Regions from separate parts of the Mus musculus genome. Here region 2 is linked to region 1. Evidence: chromatin contacts called from public HiChIP or PLAC-seq data. All regions are on one chromosome and are shown on one strand. The core of a region is the stretch at or near the end of the contact, and the rest is flanking DNA. Distances in the headings are between cores, read along the strand shown. Region 1 overlaps Kcmf1 (potassium channel modulatory factor 1). Region 2 has its middle 19 kb from the start of Gm31547.

Region 1 (5,175 bases), core at 1,189-3,688:
TGGAGATGGGAGGCAGGAAGGGGAGAAACTAACATTCACCAGGTAGCTGTTAGATTCCGAGGTGTTCACATGTACTGATCATTTCGTCAGTCTTACGATATACCTAATTTTTTAATTACAATTTTATTTGTGGGTGTGTGTCTGTGCATGGTGGGCACAGCACATGTATGGAGTGCTTACCTGCACTTATTCAAAAGTAAATTAATAAAGCCAAAATAACTCAACAGAGTGTGTCATAGATTAGAAAGCTGAAGGTTTGTTTGTCCGAGGTCACTAATATAAGAAATGCTAAAAAAAAAAAAACTAAGCTATAATTTTGCATCAAATTCTATCAGAAGCCAGAGTCGATGTTCACTTTTATTTAAACATACTGAGCTTCTGTGTTTGGCCAGTGCATTTGGCTTTGTGAGCCGTGGTGTGTGAGTTATGGACTGCCCCACTCTGTTGGCTGTGTAATGAAAGCGGCCATTGATAGTATAGAAACAGATGATCGTGGCTGTGTATGAACAAGTAGATCTTAGGCCACTGAAATTTGAATTTCATATAACTTGCAAGCACGTTAAATACATTTATTTATTTTAGCCTGTCTTGTGGATTGAACCCAGATGTTGGAAATGCTAGGCAAGCCCTCTGTCACACCCTCAGCCATAAATAGTATTCTTTTCAAAGCTCCTCAGTCATATAAAAATATAGATTCCATTGTTAGCTAATGGGCTCTGTGAAAACAGTTGGTAGGCCACAAGCTGAAGTTTGATGAGCCTTGCTTTTTTATATGTATGAGTCATTAGGTCTCAGATCCATACAGTCAGCCAAGAGGTGACTATTGACATAACAAAACTGACACTGGCCACCAGGATCTCCCAGCATCCCTCTAGTCCTCCTAGCTGGCCTGCCCTGTCCCCTACCTTACTCTTCTCTATCCCACAGGTTGAGCTGAGCTGCCCTTCCCCCAGCCTCTCTTCTCTATAACCTGCCATCTTGGCTGCACTGGCCTCTTTTGTCCTCTTGGCCACTGCCCCAGGTTCCTCTCTCTTCCACTCCCCTCCTGCCTCTCTCTCACACACGCCCAGCCCAGGCGGAGGTCCTGTTTATTCTGGACTCTTCAGATGCCTCTGCGTCTGGCTTGCTCTCCTTCATATCTCCATTATACCTAAAATAAACGACTACCATTAGGGGCAGCCCTGTCCTTCTTTTCTCTTTTTTTTTTTCATTGATGAGTAGTTAGCACGATTATATTTACCTGTACCACATATATCCCTGGTGCCCATGAAACCCAGGAAGAGGTATATCACAGTCCTTGGAATTGGAATTAGGGTTGATTGTGAGCTACCATATAGGTACTAGGATCCGAGCCTGGGTCCTATTTTACCAGCTCTCCAGCTCCCAGCCACACCTTGCTGAGACAGTCTTGTTTGGTAGCACAGACTAGCCTCAAACTATCCACCATGCCTAGCTATGTTCTCATTGTGAAAATAGACCAGGCTGTGTGGAGCTCTGGTCCCCTGAGACTGGGTAGGTAATGCTGGGTAGCAGAATCATGAGCTCATGCTCAACGGAGAGGAGAAAAGAAATGAGAGTGAGTTTCATGGATGAGTTTCGGAAGGCACCCTATGGTAGCTGTCAGATTAACAGGTTAAAGAGCTGGGGAAGGCAAATAGATAAATTTGGTAATTGATTAGGCGTAGGATTATGGAAGGAGCTGAAAGTTGGGATTTCTAGCTTGATGTGTTAAGATTCACAAAAGCATGGTTTGAAGGTGGGAGCAGTAAACTGGAAAAAGGAACGCCTGGCTGGACAGCTCTGTAGTGGTAGAGTGCCTGCTGGGACAGCAGAGCTTGTGGACTAAGGAGACTGTATCATTAAGCTCTGGAGAATTCTCAACACTGAAGTGGGAGGACATGGGATAGAAGAGACTAGAAAGGCTAGCCTGATATACATAGTAAGTTCTAGGATGGCCAGAACTCTTACACAGAGTCCCTGTCTCAAAGGACTGGGGGTTGGGGGGTGGGGCATGACTAGAGAGCATGGTACTGAGTAAGGAAGGTAGGTGGTTTTTGTCAACATGAGTCATTTGGGAAGAGGGAGTCTCAGTTGAGAAAGTGTCCCACCCACGTGGCCTGTAGGCAAACCTGTGGGCTCATTTTCTTGATTGAGGGAGGGCCTGGCAGTTTTGGATGGTCCAAGATTGGTCTGTTACTGTTGCCCTTCTTTGGTTCATTGGCAAGGGGACTCTACAGAAGGCTATGCAGAACTGTACAGGCCCTGCTTGGAGATCTAGCTATGGGAATTAGTTTATTCTAATCCTTTTCTCTAATAAAATCAAAAGAAAGATAGTAATGGACGTTTCGGTTCTGAAGGAAAACAAGCGCTGCAGCCTCCATGTGTTTCCTGTTTGCCACTCCTCCTTCCCGCTGTGGTCCGGAAGAGCTGAGTCACCACACAGTGGTGACCGAAGAAGGCCTACAGTTCAGATCTTACGACTCAACTACCATGCTCTGGCAGGAGAGAGTAGAAGATAATTTACCAGTTCATAGATACACTGAGGTCAGGCTGCCACAGTGGGTAGAGCTTTCTTGCTTATGCTGAAGGTTTTCCTCACTTGTGAACAGTGGAGCTGTATATGAGACTTGAATGACTGCCTGTCTTTACATCCAGTTTGGCCACTGACTGACCTAGGGTACACCCTAGTAAGTCTTACTTAGGTCTCTGGGTATCATTTAGCATAAAAGATAAAATTCTTAGCAGCCTTGGAGCATGGTTGTGTGTGTTGGTTAGTGTAGATAAAATATTTAGAGTAGTACCTGGCACATAGTAGGTCCTAACTATTTTAGCTCATAAGTGTCATTTCATCCTGGATACAACAAATAGCCTTGTAAATAATTGTTTTAAATTGACAAGATGTGGGGCTGGTGAGATGGCTCAGTGGGTAAGAGCACCCGACTGCTCTTCCGAAGGTCCAGAGTTCAAATCCCAGCAACCACATGGTGGCTCACAGCCATCCGTAACAAGATCTGACTCCCTCTTCTGGTGTGTCTGAAGACAGCTACAGTGTACTTACATATAATAATAAATAAATCTTAAAAAAAAAATTGACAAGATGTTTCCATGTACAGCACATTTTAAAATGTGTATTCACTTACTAATTTATTATATATTATAATATATATAATATATACTATTTTATTTATTAGTAGTATCTTCCTGTGCCAGAGGACAACTTTTGGGGATGGCTTCTCTCCATTCGCTGGAAGCTTAAGTCAGCAGGCTCACCCATCTTGCTGGCCCTTTCAGACAGTCTGGCTGATTTAGAGCGGTCTGGCCTTGGACCATATGTGTGAGTGGTGAGCTTCTGTGTGTCCCATCACACCTGGATACAGTTCCTTTCATAAGATACTGCTTCTGCTTGTGAGGGGTTTGCATTCTAGTGGTCAAGGAGTATAACAGCAGGATACCTTCTGATATGTGAGTTCAGGATTGTTCTGTGTGAAGACTGGGAGTTGAAAAGTGTAAAGTGATTTGCCTGAATAGAATAGAAGCAGAATTTACAGGCCAGTGAGTGTGAGACCATGGCTGGAAAATGCAGGAAAATAAGTTGTACTAAGGAAGAACAGCGGTGAGGTGCTTCTAGTCTATACCATCCAGCTTGCCAAATCCATGGCCTTTCACATCGGGTTATACATAGATTTGTCAGACCATCTCTGTAGACTTTGTCTTGCCTTCATTTTGTATGTTGTGAAGACTTCCTTGTGGACATGATAGATGTGTTTGGATATTGATGTAGAGGAAATCTTCACTGGTTGAGTGGTTCACAGTGTTGACTCTGTAGATGGTCAACCTGGAGTCGAGGGAGCTACTTGAAGAAGCTGTCACTTCTCTCTGTTGTGGGTTTTGTTGTTTGTGTTTCTGTTTTTGAGAAAAGGTCTCACTGTAGAGCCCTGGCTGGCTCTGTATAGGCACTCAGACCCTGCCTCTTGATTTCCGAGGCTTCAGATGTGTGCTGCTCTACATCCTTTGTATAGTCTCTGCCTTGAGCACATCAGCATTTCCCCTGTTTTGGTGGTGAGTGCTCTGCGGTTCTAGGATAGAGTAGATGCTGATGGATATGTGGGTCAGACTTGCAAGCCCAGATCTCTTGCTAAGACAAACCTGTGAATGCTGTGCATGGTGTGGGTGTCATTCCTCAGTTACCTTCATTTTGGAGACAGAATTTTTCACTGACCCTGGAACTCACCAATTTGGCTAGTGCTGCTTCTTTGTGGTGGCCTGTGCTGCTGTTATTTGTTTGGGTATCAGGGCGTTCTCCATTGCTCCACTGCTTCCCAAATGCTGGGCTCGCAAGAGGGAGGTGCGGCTTCTTAGCAGTTGGTCTCTGGCTGGTTGTACACATTTGGGGTGTAATTTATGTATTCTTTCATCCTCCATGTTCCTTTTAAATGATACAGTCCACAGGTTTATTTTTAGAAAGGATATTTTATAGATGCTGAATATTTTACGAAACTTCTTCTATCGCACCAAGAGGACCATTATGTCTGGTTGCTTAAGTTGGCCCTAGTGGCACACTGTCTCTCATCTCGTAGTCACTGATGTGAATCTCTTGGAACCATTCTTTCATAGTGCTTAGAGATGTTGGGTTTCTTACCACTTTTCTATAATAAATTTTCTGGAAATTTTCTATAAATAGATCTTATTCTCATGTTCTAAAAAGAAATAACCAGAAACCCTACTAAAGAAAAATGAAATACTGTTTAATAATGTCTTCCTGGGCTAGAGAGATGCCTCAGCTGTTAAGAACACTTCTTGCCCTTATAGAGGAACTGAGGTCAATTCCCAGCATGCATGTCAGGCTGCTTGTGTCTGTAACTGCAGCTCCAGGGATCCAAAGAGAGCCCTCTTGCTTCTGCAGGCACCCAAACACAAAGACAGAGAAATAAAAATAAAAACAAATGCCTTTTATAATATTAATTCTCAGTCCTGGGGTGTAGTCAGTAATAGAAAGAATACTTTAGAAACATTCAAGAGGCCCTGAGTTTGATCCCCCAAACAGCCCAAGGTATAATGGCTCTGGAGCAATTAAGCATTTTATTAGCAGTCATGAACTACACAGTGTTGTTACCAGCATTGTCTCCTAGTGACCAACTCAAGGCCATCACATTCCAAACGTTGCATTGCTGATGA
Region 2 (5,827 bases), core at 944-3,443, 110 kb before region 1:
GACCATCGAAAAACACAGACATTTACATTATAATTCATAACAGTAGGAAAGTTACAGTTAGGAAGTACCAATGATTATAATTTTATGGGTGGATTTCACCGTGACATGAGGAACTGGGTATTCAAGGGCCGCAGCATTAGGAAGGTTGAGAACCGTTGTCCTAGGGGAAAGGTGGACCCAAGATGAAGGAATGCTTGAGTGCGAAAGCACCAGAACAGGTTCCTCTGCAGCTGGAGTTATAGGGAGGTGGAAGGGTAAGGATCTGAGTTCAAGTCCCCAGGACCCACATAGAGCTGGACACAGTAGCATGCATCTATAATCCCCAGTTCTCCTACAACCAGATGAGAAGCAGAGACAGAAGGCTGCCAGGAAGCCGTTGGATCAGCCAGCCTGTGTACACAGCAGGAAACACAGGACCATACCTCAAACAAGATGGAAGGTAAGGACCAGCACGGAAGGTTGTCCTCCAACCTCCACACATGCTCCACGGCACATGTGTGCCTCTACTCAGACATTAGAACACACACACACACATACACACAAACACACACATTTAATTAGTTAATAATAAACTATACTAAATTAAACCTTTCCTGGTCATTTTAGAGCGCAAGCAAGCAACCAGGATCCAGAGGCTAACAAGAGACAAATAATGAGTGTGCCAAGTCCATCTTTCCTGAGTTTTCCACTGGAATCGTCCAAATTAAACTAAACTTCAGAAGAGTTTATTTCAGAGCAGCTTAGCGAAGGCCAGGAGGTCTGAGAGAAGGAGTGTGGTCACAGACTTGAATCAAGGCCATAAGGGTAAGAGAGAGAGAGAAAGAGAGAGAGACAGAGACACCGAGACAGAGAGAGACAGAGACACTGAACCAGAGGGGAGGTCTCCAGAGCTGCAGTAGTAAGGAGGCAGGGGTCCTGCAGAGCCCTGCAGAGGTTTGCACAGCCAAATGCATGCTTATTCAGCTCACTAGACTACAGCATGGAAAGGAAGTCAGAGAAAGCGAAAGTCGAAAGTGGAAGTGTGAGATGAATTAAGGGAGACTTGGGGGACCTGGTGAGGCTCTGGCAGAGGCAGAGGAGAAATGATGACTTTACAGAAGCTACACCTACACCCACCCAACCATTCCATGGTTGACTGAACTCTGGGAGAGAGAACTAAGTAGAAGCTTCCCGGAACTAGCATCTAGAAAGATCTGCAGATCACACCCTCCGGCCACCACACTGCAGCAGCCAGTGATTAAGATGTGAAAACACATAAGTCTCTAGTTGCACAAGCATCCCAGAGGTCCTTCAGTTTCCCCGTACTCCAAGCATGACTTCCCTCCAAAGCATTTACATTTCTCAGCTGGCAAAGTTCTGCCCCCAGCCTGGCTTGGAGAAGCTCCTTTGTGCAAAGGGCAACTGCTAATGCAGAGACTCAGCTCCTGTCAAAGTGCTGAGAACAAATGACTGCAGAGTGCAAGCCCTCAACAGTGCGTCTCTGCACCCATCTCCAACACCCAGGGCCCACGGAGGCAGATGGGGTGGGGAGATCGTAAGAGCTGGAGGATGGAGGGGAGCGTCCCGAAAAGCTGTCCCCTAGAAAGGGCATGGCCGTGGCAATCACAGACACACAACAGACATGGCCACCAGCACAAGACCTGCCCAAAAGACCGTGTAGCCCAGGCTAGCCTCACACTCATGATCTTCCCCCAAACTCACAAGAGCTAGGATCACCACCATGTGCCTCCTTGTCCAACCATGAAAACTTAAAAGCAAATTAAAACCACCTCTCAAACTGGTGAAAATGAAAGCTTGTCAGCAACCAATAGGAACATCAAACTCTTCTGTAAGGTACTTAGCGCCATTTAAAGTGTGTGTGCCTTTTGACCTCAAAATTGCACAATAGCATTATGGCCTAAGGAAATATTGACTCCTGTGTGCAGATGGTAATGGGGTGGGGAGGAGGAGGAAGAGATAGGAAAGAAAGAAGAGAGGAAAGGAGTGTAGACAGAAGAGAAAAGAGAGGGGGAGAAGAATAGAGAAGAAAAAGGAAGGGAGAGGAGACAGGGGAGGGAGAGAGCTGAAAGTTATGCTGGATGAATGCAACCAATGAGGAGAGCAGGAGCAGGTGGGTCCGGCATCCTGCATCCTAGAGGGTCTTAAAGCACGCCTCCGGGAATGAGGAAGTGACATCATTGGGCTCTTTGAAAAGCCTGAGGATTAGCTCTATTGCCTGTTTGTCAGCGCTGCAGCTGCTCGCCAGGCTGGAATCCTGTGAGGTATGCAGTGCGCTGAGCTGGCTGGATGCCTGTGGCCACCACCTGGCCTCTGAGATCCCACCAGCTTTTGGAACAAGGCCCTAGCATCTTGCAGCAGATACAGAGAGTTATGGCTGGGCCAGTGGGGGATAAAGAGACCTCTTCTCAACTTCTCTTTTTCCTTCTTCCTTGTCTGAAGTCCTTTCTAGAGTAGTGGATCCCTTGTGTCTGTTCCATGAATGATGTTCTGATGGGGCCTGGTCCCATGGACCATACATAGCCCTAGCCTGGTGGCTCAGCCCTAATGCCAGGCTGTGAGTCAAAAGCTGCTCTGGCCGCGGAGGGTCACTCATATGTTCTCCTTCTTGCTATGGCCTCTGTGGAATCTTCTTGTGTCCCATAATTCCCACCCAAGAGGAGACCTCTCTCCAAGTGTGCCAGGACATGACCCCAAGAAAAGCACCATCTCTACAAAGCAAACCGCTCACTGCCTCCCAGAAATGAGATGACAAGAAAACCACTCTGCTCTTTCAAGTTGGCCCATAGAGGATGCGTGTGCACACACAAACACACCTTTTTTTCATGATACCTTTTGTTGAGTTGCTTCCCCACCCCCTTTTTTCCTTTTGAGACAGGGTTTCTCTAAATAGCCCTGGCTAGCCTAGAATTCACTGTGTAGACCAGGCTGGCCCCAAACTCAGACCACACACACTCACACACACACACACACACACACACACACACACACTTCCTTCCTCTTACTACCAACTAGCATTATCTTTAAAGGGATACAGGGCACACCAAAAGCTGGTGTGTCACCCACCTTTTGAAGGCCATGCTTACAGATCCACAGTTTGAGAATCACATACTTAGATCATAGACAAATGATATAAACATAAAGCATGCTGTGGTGTTTGGTTTAATTGACACAATCTACAGTCACCTGGAGAGAGTCTCAATGAGCTTTGTCTAAATCTCTCTTCTTAATGTTGTGGCCCTTTAATACAGTTCCTCATGATGTGGGGACCAGCCCCCCAGCATAAAATTATTTTCATTACTCCTTCATAACTGTAATTTTGCTTCTATTATGAATTATACTTGAAATATTTGTGTCTTCTGATGCTCTTAAAAGACCCTTGAGAAAGGGTAGAGAACCACTGGTCTAGATCAAGTTGGTCTTTGGTTGTGTCTGTGAGGTTTTCTTTCTTTTTTTAAAATTAAAACAACTTTTCATGCAATATATTTTTATCATATTTACCCTCTCCCAATTCCTTCAAGTTCTTCCCTCACCTTCCTCCCCCCCCCCCAACCCCACCACCAAAAAAGAAACAAAAAACTCACAAAAAATGAAAATCAGAACAAGTAGGCAGAAGACCAGTGTTAAAGTGAGGTTGCTGGAGGGAAAGGAGGCAGAGGGGAGCAGCCAGGCGTCTCCAGAGGCAGAATTGTTCTTTAATCAGAACTGAACGGCCACAGACTCTCTGTGAAGTGAGACTCTATGCACAAGGCACAGGGTCCTGTTAAAGGACAGAAAGCGGGGAGATCTGGAGATGGACGTGTCCATCTGCAGGTCATTCTCCCACAGTCAGAAGCAATAGACACCAGCCTGGTGCCTGGAGCTCCTCATCAGAAGCTTCCACAGGCCTGGCCATTAAATTAACTTTCCTACCCACAGCTTCTCAGTCTACTGGAGCCTTTTATGTAATTCACCTCTCACCCAATAAAACCAAAAAAAAAAAAAAAAAAAAAAGTCTACAAAAACACCACTGAGTTCATTTTGCATTGGCCACCTGGGGGCTTCCCTAGAATACAGTTGATACATCCAGTGAGGCTCCATTGGTATATATATATTTATATATATATATAAATGATTTTCAACTTCTCCAGCAGGTATCAGTTGCAGATAGCGTCTGGATTAGAGGTGGGAGCCTGTGGCCACGACCCCAGGGAAAGAGTCTCTTAATTACATTACCTGGTACAGGCAGAACCAGCATAAAAGTTGGCAAAACTGTTCCTTGGCTTGGGGTCCCAGGCTGTAAAAGAGGAGAAATGAAGCTGACGGTTAGCACGCATGAACCTGTCGCTTTCTGCTCTCCACAGTGTATGTGATATGCCCAGCTGTGTCAAGATCCTGCCTCTGTGACTGCCCTGCTCGGATGGACTGGAACCAGAAACTGAGCCAAAATAAATTCCTTCCTCCCTAAATTCTTTTGTGTTCTTGGAGAGGATCCAGGTTCAATTCCCAGCACCTACACGGTGGCTCCCAACCATCTTTAACTCCAATTCCAGAAGAACCAATAGCTTCTTTTGACCTCCTCAGGCACTGGGCACACATGTGGTACACATCTCTACATTTAGGCAAAATACTCATACACATGAAATTTAAAAATCTAAAAAGGGGGTGAGAACAGGAGTCTAGAGAGAGAGTTCAGTTGGTAAGGTGCTTGCCAGGCAAGCATTCTACCTAAATCTCCAGAACCCACGCAAAGAGCTGGTATGGTGGCACATCCCATAATTCCAGCACTGAGGAGGCAGAGACAGAAGGATCTCTGTGGCTCCCAGGTTTGCCCGTTAGCCAGTCCATTGAGCTGCAGGCCAATGAAATATGGTGTCTCAAAGAAAGTGGATGGCACCTGAGAAATGACATGAAGTTGTCTTCTAGCCTTGACACAGAAGAGCATGCACATGCATATAAATATGCATGTTTTCTCTCTCTCTCTCTCTCTCTCTCTCTCTCTCTCTCTCACACACACACACACACACACACACACACACACACACACACACACGGTGCAAACACCAACACATGCACAAAGGTGCATATACACACAAGCTAAAGAGAAAAGAAGAGGGCAGATGGGTCAGGGAGGCTGGGAGAAACTCCGACAGGCATCCAGTTCCACTCTAAAACAGTCTCTAGAGTTCTCTGGGATGGACAGAACTTGTTCTAGCTGTCTAGAGAACTAAGCAACAGAGAGCCACCTGGCCCTTCCCAGAGCTATTGCAGCCCATCTAGAGTCCAATGCCAGCAGCCCCATGGGGTGTCAGAGAAACAGAAGCTATCATTAAGCAGGAGTTGACATGACACTTGGGCTTCTTTCAGCCCTAGTCTGCTTCCTTCTTTCAGGAGGAAGGGGTGTCCTGGATAAACAGACTGACTTTAAACCTTTCTGGAAAATCCAATGTGCCATAGCCACTGACTTCAAGGAGCCCGAGTCAGCATCCCACATCTGGAGAACCCCAGACTGAGGCTGTAATCCTCCCTCAACCAACTTTATATTAAATGACCCAGGATAGACGCACATGACAAATGACTGAGGCTTGTAAATTGCATATGTCTGGGGGAGATACCAAATTTGGCAGAGGCAGATCCAAACCCATTGGAAAAGGAAAATTCTCTCTCTCTCTCTCTCTCTCTCTCTCTCTCTCTCTCTCTCTCTCTCTCTCTCTCTCTCTCTCTCTCCCTCCCTCCCTCCCCGCCTCTGTCTCTCTATCTCCTCCTCTTCTTTCCTCATTCTCCTCTCTCTGTCTCTGTGTCTGTCTCTCTCCTTTCCTTTCTATTTCCCTCTCCTCTCCCCTCCCCTCCC

Evidence for each region. HiChIP or PLAC-seq counts read pairs in DNA pulled down with a chosen protein or histone mark.
Region 2: a contact with region 1 is called in a BATF HiChIP or PLAC-seq map of CD8 T cells, with 7 read pairs. The contact joins two enhancer-like sites. A contact is called at or near these places in 3 of 484 Hi-C or Micro-C datasets (CD4 T cells, CD8 T cells and regulatory T cells), 6 of 115 datasets of contacts at active chromatin or transcription factors (CD4 single positive thymocytes, CD8 T cells, the SCID.adh cell line and 2 more) and 2 of 9 other capture datasets (adipose tissue and liver).

What each region holds. Positions count from the first base shown.
Region 1 is chr6:72,878,719-72,883,893 of GRCm38.p6, reverse strand. The region is part of intron 1 of Kcmf1 (potassium channel modulatory factor 1); the gene reads left to right. Among named protein-coding and RNA genes, the nearest start is that of Kcmf1, 19 kb to the left of the region's middle. Within about 2 kb of position 2,438, at least 154 of the 459 cell types and tissues checked have an H3K27ac peak or open chromatin away from gene starts, as enhancers often do. A contact at or near this core is called in CD8 T cells, adipose tissue, bone marrow-derived macrophages and 1 more, where this site is marked.
Region 2 is chr6:72,985,602-72,991,428 of GRCm38.p6, reverse strand. No RefSeq gene overlaps it. Among named protein-coding and RNA genes, the nearest start is that of Gm31547, 19 kb to the left of the region's middle. Within about 2 kb of position 2,193, at least 104 of the 459 cell types and tissues checked have an H3K27ac peak or open chromatin away from gene starts, as enhancers often do. A contact at or near this core is called in CD8 T cells, adipose tissue, bone marrow-derived macrophages and 1 more, where this site is marked.